Regions from separate parts of the Hordeum vulgare genome. Here region 2 is linked to region 1. The links are chromatin contacts, called in public Hi-C maps. All regions are on one chromosome and are shown on one strand. The core of a region is the stretch at or near the end of the contact, and the rest is flanking DNA. Distances in the headings are between cores, read along the strand shown.

Region 1 (3,976 bases), core at 390-2,889:
ATATTTTTTGACACCAACGATATTTTTATAAGCCATATGAAGATTAGTCATGTTGGTTCCATGTCGCCTTCGCAAGGACCTGTGTCTTAAAGGATTTGTGGAGGCCCTTAGGTAGGAAAATATCCCAGTGTATGATTTGGTTTTAGCTGAGTTGGATCCATTCCATTTCGCCCATCACCAACTTTTTCGTCTAGAAGACCCCCATCATGTTGTATAAGAGCATCTTCAACAGCAGCGCAAAACAAGCGCCGCGTCCAAAAATATGCCCTTTTAGCGCGCGCGACGCGGAGGGATGCTCCAGCGGGCGTGCAAAAACCGCGCGCGCGCTAAAACAAGTTGGGCACGTTGTCCATAGCCTTATCCCGCGCTGGTAATTTGGAGCGCTCACTTTCGCGCGCGGCAGACTCGAGCGCGCGCGCGAACTCTCTCTCTTTCTTCCTCCTTCGCACCGCGCGCGCCGGCGCCAGCGCCCCTGCCACCATGGACGCGCAGACCGGCACCCCGCTCACCCCCGCTGTACAGCCGCGAGCCCCCCCCCCCCCCCCCCGCCGTCGTCGTCGTAAACCCTAGCGCGCCGAGCGTTGGCGCCGCCACCGCCGGAGCTCCGCCGACCGTCGGCCTCGCGCGCAGCCTCTTCTTGCCGCCGCGGATGACGACGCCGACGGGTGGCATCGCGCCGGCGCCGTCCCGTGCCGCCGCCGTCCCGTCCCGTGCCGCCGCGGCGGGGTCGAAGAAAGGAAAAACATCTGCGAAGAAGAAGGCGGCGGACGGTTCCGGGAGCTCGAAGACGAAGAAGAAGCTTGCAGGGCGGCGGACCGGCGCGGCGTCTACCGAAGCACCGGCGAGCTCACTCGTTGAGCCAGCGGCCGACGCGCACCACGTGTTCGACGAAATGACGACGTGCATGGGTGGCTTTGGAGCCATGGGATGCATGGGTGCACCTCCGGCCGTCATGGGAGGCATGGGTGGCTTTGGAGCACCCTCCGACGCTATGGCCGCCATGGGTGCACCTCCGGCCGCCATGGGAGGCATGGGTGCACCTCCGGTCGCCGTTGAAGATCTTGCCAACACCGTCGGAGCTTCACGTGATGCGGTGCGTGATGAGGTTAGGGAGGAAGATTCATCTACGGAGGCGGAAGAATCGTCTTTGAAAGATTAGGACGAAGACGAGGAAGATGATGATTGATGTGTCTTTCATTTATATGTCTTGAACTTGTTTGCATTTTAAACTTGTGAGCATGAACTTTTATGCATCAACTTGTTTGTGTCAAATTCACATGTTTGCATTTTTGCGCACGCTGCCGGAGCGGCGCGCGCTGCATTTTAGCGCTGCTGCTGGAGCCAGCGCTGCGCGACGCGCCAAACCAGCCGAAGCGCGCGCGGCAAATAATTTTTTTGGGCGCGGCGCGAAGCGCGGCTGTTGGAGACGCTATAAGTATATACTACATTCAAATAAAAAAAGGAAGATCCTATTGGTAGTACATTTGAAAAATCAAGCTGCCTGGCTCTCCCTACTACCATGCCACCAATGAACTGTAGTAATTGCGCGGCATATTGATGACGATATGACCTGTGCGTGCTTTTTTAGTAGCTCGCCTATAATTGGCACTAACAAACGCACCAAAAATATCCATGCTTTACACTAGACTAGAGAAGACTACACTCGCCGAGTTGGATAGACGATCGAGCACCATGAGCCCGTCCATCGTCACTGTCGGTCTCGCCGCCGCCGCCCTCGTCGCGATTGTGCGGGTCGGGCCGGAGGAGCTGGCCAGCCGGTTCTCGGAGCTCCGGCCCGCGCACATGTTCTTGGCCTGCTTCCTCCCGGCCGCGGCGGCCGTCGTGTACCTCATGCTGCGTCCCCGCGCGGTGTACCTCGTCGACTACGCCGGCTTCCGCACCCCGCACACCTGCCGCATCCCTTTCGCCAGCTTCCTCGAGCACGCAAAGCTGCTGCCGGAGCTCAACGAGCGAAGCATCCGGTTCATGACGCGGCTGCTGGAGCGCTCGGGGCTCGGGGAGGAGACCTGCCTGCCGCCGGCGCACCACTACATCGGCACGCACAAGTACTGCACCGTCGACGCCGCCCGCGCCGAGTTCGAGCTCGTGGCCTTCTCGGCCATCGACGACCTGCTCGCCAAGACCGGCATCGCCCCGGAGGCCATCGACATACTCATCGTCAACTGCAGCCTGTTCTGCCCCACGCCGTCCCTGGTGGACATGATCGTGAACAAGTACAAGCTGCGGAGCGACATCCGCAGCATGCACCTCTCCGGCATGGGGTGCAGCGCGGGGCTCATCGCCGTGGGGCTCGCGAGGAACCTGCTGCAGGTGGCCCCCCATGGCGCGCACGCGCTGGTCGTCTCCACGGAGACCATCACGCCCAACTACTACCTCGGGATCGAGCGCGCAATGCTCCTGCCCAACTGCCTCTTCCGCATCGGCGGGGCGGCCGCGCTGCTGTCGACGTCCCCGGCGAAGGCCCGGTTCCGCCTCAAGCACCTCATACGCACGCTCACCGGCGCCCAGGACGGCGCGTACCGGTGCGTGTTCCAGGAGGAGGACGGCGAAGGCCACCGCGGGATCAACCTCAGCAAGGACCTGATGAACATCGCCGGCGACGCGCTCAAGGCGAACATCACCGCGATGGGGCCGCTGGTCCTGCCGGCCAGCGAGCAGCTCAAGTTCGCCTACTCCTTCGTCGCGCGGAAGGCGATCAACAGGCGGGTGAAGCCGTACATCCCCGACTTCCGCACGGCGTTCGAGCACTTCTGCATCCACGCCGGCGGCCGCGCCATCATCGACGAGCTGCAGAAGAACCTCGGGCTCTCCGACGAGCAGGTGGAGGCGTCGCGGATGACGCTGCACAAGTTCGGGAACACGTCGAGCAGCTCGCTGTGGTACGAGCTCGGGTACATCGAGGCCAAGGGCCGCATGCGCAAGGGCGACCGCGTGTGGATGATCGGCTTCGGGTCTGGTTTCAAGTGCAACGGCGCGGCGTGGGAGTGCATCCAGCCCGCGCGCAACGCTGATGGGCCGTGGGCGACGTCCATCCACAGATACCCGGTGGACATTCCCGACGTTCTCACCCATTAGCCCACCACCGCTGGCCATCGAGACGATTACACTGCGTCATGCTCGTGTTTCATTAAATAATTTTCCGTTTACCCCATTAACTGTTTGTTATCGCCCAAAGGATTACTGTTCATCATGCATGTTCACGTTGTGCCAAATAATATACCGTATGATATTGTTCTTTGATTTACCTAAATTTCATTGAACAATGTTTTAAATATTTATTGTCAAATACTCACTCTTCCAAAATAAATATCTTAATTTTATACTAACTCTAATATAAAGTAATACTAAACTCGAGACACTTATTTTAAAACGGAGGAAGTATTTATCTTATTTGTGAAAATAAAATTTATCTTTGTGTTGGTTAATTATTTTAGAATAATTTCATTTGATAAACATCAAATGGATAGTAATACAAAATGCATGCTACTCCCTCCGTTCCTAAATATAAGTTTTTTAAGAGATTTCACTAGGTGACTATATACGAAGCAAAATGAATGAATCTACACTCTAAAATATGTCTATATATATCCGTATGTAGTCCTCTAGTAGAATCCCTAGAAAGACTTATATTAGGGAACGGAGGGAGTAGAACACTTATGTCGGGCCGACATGATAACAGACCCTGCGAGAACGAACCATTTTTACATGCCATTGCCGTTGCTGGGACAAACCCTAGCCTACCTCTCTAGTTCACTCGCGCTCGAACCGAGGAAGAAGAAAAATGGGACCCTCGTGATTTTTTCGACAATGAAGGCCTCACCGCACAAACAGCCTCTTTTTTTTAACCTGGACACCTACCGGGCTCGACAACACATCGGCACACCCAAGAAGTATTTATAAATGGGCCGACACGATCCGCACGTTCGTCCAGGCACCACATGCTCGACACGACGGG
Region 2 (3,976 bases), core at 1,059-3,558, 35 kb after region 1:
TGTCGTGCATAACACGTGTGCCAATCAGGCATGACTTAGCGTAGCACCTGTTAGTCAGGCATGACTTGACAGCTCCACCAAAGCTCCGTGCAAGACGAAGCCACTCCATCTTCTGCCTTTGTCACCCAACGCTGCTCTACAAACAATGTTCCCACCAAAAAAAATGGCACCGGGGTACCGCCATCGTCTGATCTGGAAGACCAGATCCTAGGGTTTCCCCCGAAGCAGTGCTCACCACCAGCAACCGTCAAGGATCCACATAGTGCCCACCACCACTCACCCTCAAGGCGACGCCCTCAGAAAGGTCACGTCAAGGACGCCGCTGCCGCCCACCGGAGTTAGGGTTTTCACCCGAGGGCAGGTAAGAGGGAAATAGAGGAGCAGACATAGACTGACATCTTCAAGAAGAAAAGTGGCGCCCTGAGCGTCGTCGTCGGTGTGGTCGGGCGGGGCCAACCAAGAGTTTCCTCCAATCCGGATCTCCTTCACTAGCTTCACCTCCACCCACAAGTCAAGGTCCCGGCAAGCCACGCCGGCATCGCAAGGAACCTCCACTCCCGCGCCCTATCGTCGAGTCCAATCGCCGTGCCGCAACCACACCGACAACCAACGTCACCATCATGAGTTGCCCCACCGCAAGATCGACCAGGAGCAACAGGGAACCAGCTGGAGGTAAGCTTCCAACCAGGACGCCAGAGCCCAGGCCAGCCACATCTACCGGGGGACAGCCCCACGCCACCCGAGTTGCCAGCGACTAGATCTGACCTCGCCAGATCGGGGCCACGAACACCACGGGCACGCCCCACACAGCCATCCACACAGTCACCAAGGCCACAACAGCCGTGAAACACGCACGAGAGCCTTCCATCGCCGCCCGAGCATGCGCGGTTGCGCCTTGCTACCAGCACGCCGCCACCCGCCGAAAGGACCGCCCGTGTCGTTTCCTTCAGCAGAGGGGAGAAGAAGTCCCGCCGCCGATGCCAGCTGGGCTTTGCCCGACGACGGCGAGGAGGAGAGGAGGGAGCAGGGGCGGGGCCGACAACGCTAGGGTCCCCTCGATCGCCACGGGGGCGACGCGTGGGGGGGGGGGGGGTGTACACGAGGGACGCGAGGCGCATCATGTGAGTCGTGGTCGATCTATATAGACTTGGCCACTACATGACGTGGAAGAGACGTTTGGACCTCTCGGGTAGTTGGAATTTGGAAATAGATGATCAATGGTACTCACCGTTAATTAGTTTACACAGAAGGGAACCTAAATTACATGATGGAGACATGGTGATCGAGCTAATTAAGAAACAGGAATGACATGCACTCGCAGTTTCGCTTCGACCCATATTAGGGACAAACAGGTTGTTGCTAATCTCCATCCAATTTAATCGCTATATATGCGTATATTTTGGCACGCCTTGCGAAATCCACCACAAACTAGCACTAATCGAGTAGTTGTACTATGTCCATTTGTAAACATGAAAACCTATAAAATCTCAAGTATGCATATAAGCCTTCCGAACACCGATAATGATCTATTTCGTCCGTTCCTAAATATATATAAGACCTTTTAAACATTGCATTATAAACTACATACGAATGCATATAGACATATTTTAAAATGTAGATTCATTCATTTTGCTTCGTATGTAGTCTTTTAATGAAATCTTTAAAAAATCTTATATTTCAAAATTGAGGAAGTAAATTCTTGCGAGCCTAGAACTGAAATTCTAGTTAACTTCGAACAAAGACTCACCATAAAAAGACCCTATTTAGCGAGAGGGGCGATGTGATTGTGCTCCTGAGTTCGAAAGCTATATACCTCGCCCAAACCACAGCTCAATGTTCATTCACGTTTTCAGTTGTGATTTCTTGCATGAGATGCAGCTTTACTCTGGCTTTATCACGTTTCCAACGCCGCAGTTTTACTCACGTAACTATTTTATAATTGACCTATATATGTATATATACACATAAAGAAGGCGTCTGCTCGTCGGCGTGTTGGTTGTTGCAAAAGGCTTGAATGATTGATATACATACAAGCTGAGCGCCCCTGTCTGTCTCACTCGTTTGCTCGACATGGACATTGCCGGAAATAATAACTACCTTCGCTCTCGTCCTAATGTACGTTCAAATTTTTAATGAAATTCAGTACACCTAGGGCAATTCGGAGCCCATATGTCACCCACACGGAAATTAGGTTGCGGTTTATGGTTGGAAACTTTCAAGGCCGTCAAGGCCTTGATTAATTAGCGTGTGTAGCCGCCGGGTGCCGGTGGTTGTCCCGCACAGTGACACCCGCGGCCGGACAATGCCCCTGGGCTTATCTTCACGGCTACACGCCCATGTGGCAAGCCACTCTCACTGTGATCAATGCCTTGCCTTGACGACGGGCGTGGCAAAGTTGTCGTTGACGTACGTCAAATGATTTGCTAGCCGGGCAATCAAGCGCTATTCTGGCCGCATCACGTACCGACTCAAATGACATTAAAGCACAGGTGGGCGAGTGAAGGCAACATCACCTTTAGCCATCTTTGCTTTATGTTTATGGAGTACGCATTGCATGTTAATCTTGCTTTATTTTACCGAATAGTCAGATACTTCTAATTTCCTCTGTGCGTGGGCATTATTTCTTTGTTGTATGGTACACATATTTATCGAGTAAGCTCAAACGTTTTTCACTTGGGGCTTGCTAAAACTAAGTCGACTGGTATTTAACAAAGTCTCAGTCGAGCTTGTAGCATTTTGTCCCATGGTTTCCAACATTTCTTTATGTCAGCTGCAACATCCGTCTTGCTGGTTGTAGCATGTCATCCCTCATCGACTGTAGAACGTCATCTCATCGGTTGCAACTTTTTTATTTTACAGTTGTAACATTTTTAGTTAGAACGGTTGTAGCATATGTTGTTCTTGCTTACAGTATCGTCACAACATTTTTCATCACCATTTATAGCATTCAGCCATGCCGCTTGCAGCATCATAACCGTGCTGATGTCATTTGACTGATACTTTGTTAAGTCTCAGTCGACTAAATTCTACACAAACCCTTTTCACTTTCTCCACGGGTCAATCATTTTTACAGCTACAATATGGATTCATACGTGGTCATTTTAGCATGCGGAGGTACCTGAGCTTTTGGATACTGAATGCAACCGGTGAAAGATGGTAGCACGGGTTACTTGCAACCAATTTGAATGATCGTTTAATAATAGGTTATATGTGTAGTTGCAACCAATTTGAATGATCGTTTAATAATAGGTTATATGTGTAGACATGTAAGTTTATTTTCGCTGGTCATGGCTTCTTCCTTTTTATTGAGATTTATATGCACTGAACTTTGATACTCATCATTTAATAAATGTGATTATGTGCATCACAATGATGCAGAATAGGTTATCCTCCTTTTAAAAATGTATTTCTAATTAATATCGCATCACAACCTAGTCTTTTCGCAAATCAGATAGTTATAGATCTAGAGCTCTAGAAAGATTAGTCATGTTGACTGCTTGATGCCTTCATCAAGATCTATTTTGAACAACAACTTGAATGTTGGGAGTATTTTCATACACAAACTTGAAAAATGGAATGACTTAGTCCAGAAAATTTAGAGCCTAATAAAATTAGACAGACTTAATATGAACTTGGTACATAGCATGCTGGTTCGATCGTGCCCAACGACAATGTTTTCGCAAAGAGAACCATGAACCTTAACATATGTACACACTTGGGTCCTCAGATTCCGGTGGAAAGGTTAATCTTACAACAATGACCACATGCTTTCTCACTTCCTTTCCCTAATGTTTCGTCTCCTCGAGTAAAACTCGTAGCAGGGCAACACTTCTGGTCTAGCATGACATCATGCACTTCGAGCAGGCCGCGATCGAGCTTTGGATGGATGGAGACGACACCCCGTTACCGAGAAATTCGAGAGTATCCATAGGACTACTAGGCACATCCTCATTCTGTTGCTACTTTTTGATTGGGG

Evidence for each region. Hi-C and Micro-C count contacts between places; a contact is called where the count stands out from the background.
Region 2: a contact with region 1 is called in a Hi-C map of leaf, with 2.2 times the contacts expected there. The contact joins the enhancer-like site here to the promoter of LOC123449491 in region 1. A contact is called at or near these places in 2 of 6 Hi-C or Micro-C datasets (leaf and seedling).

Annotation. Positions count from the first base shown.
Region 1 is chr4H:556,653,568-556,657,543 of MorexV3_pseudomolecules_assembly, forward strand. It overlaps LOC123449491 (3-ketoacyl-CoA synthase 6-like), which reads left to right and starts at 1,640. Exons shown (of 1, transcript XM_045126733.1): 1 at 1,640-3,265. The coding sequence starts at 1,693. The coding sequence ends at 3,096.
Region 2 is chr4H:556,688,368-556,692,343 of MorexV3_pseudomolecules_assembly, forward strand. No RefSeq gene overlaps it. Among protein-coding and RNA genes, the nearest start is that of LOC123450751, 4.4 kb to the left of the region's middle. Within about 2 kb of position 2,309, at least 1 of the 3 cell types and tissues checked has open chromatin away from gene starts, as enhancers often do. A contact at or near this core is called in leaf, where this site is marked.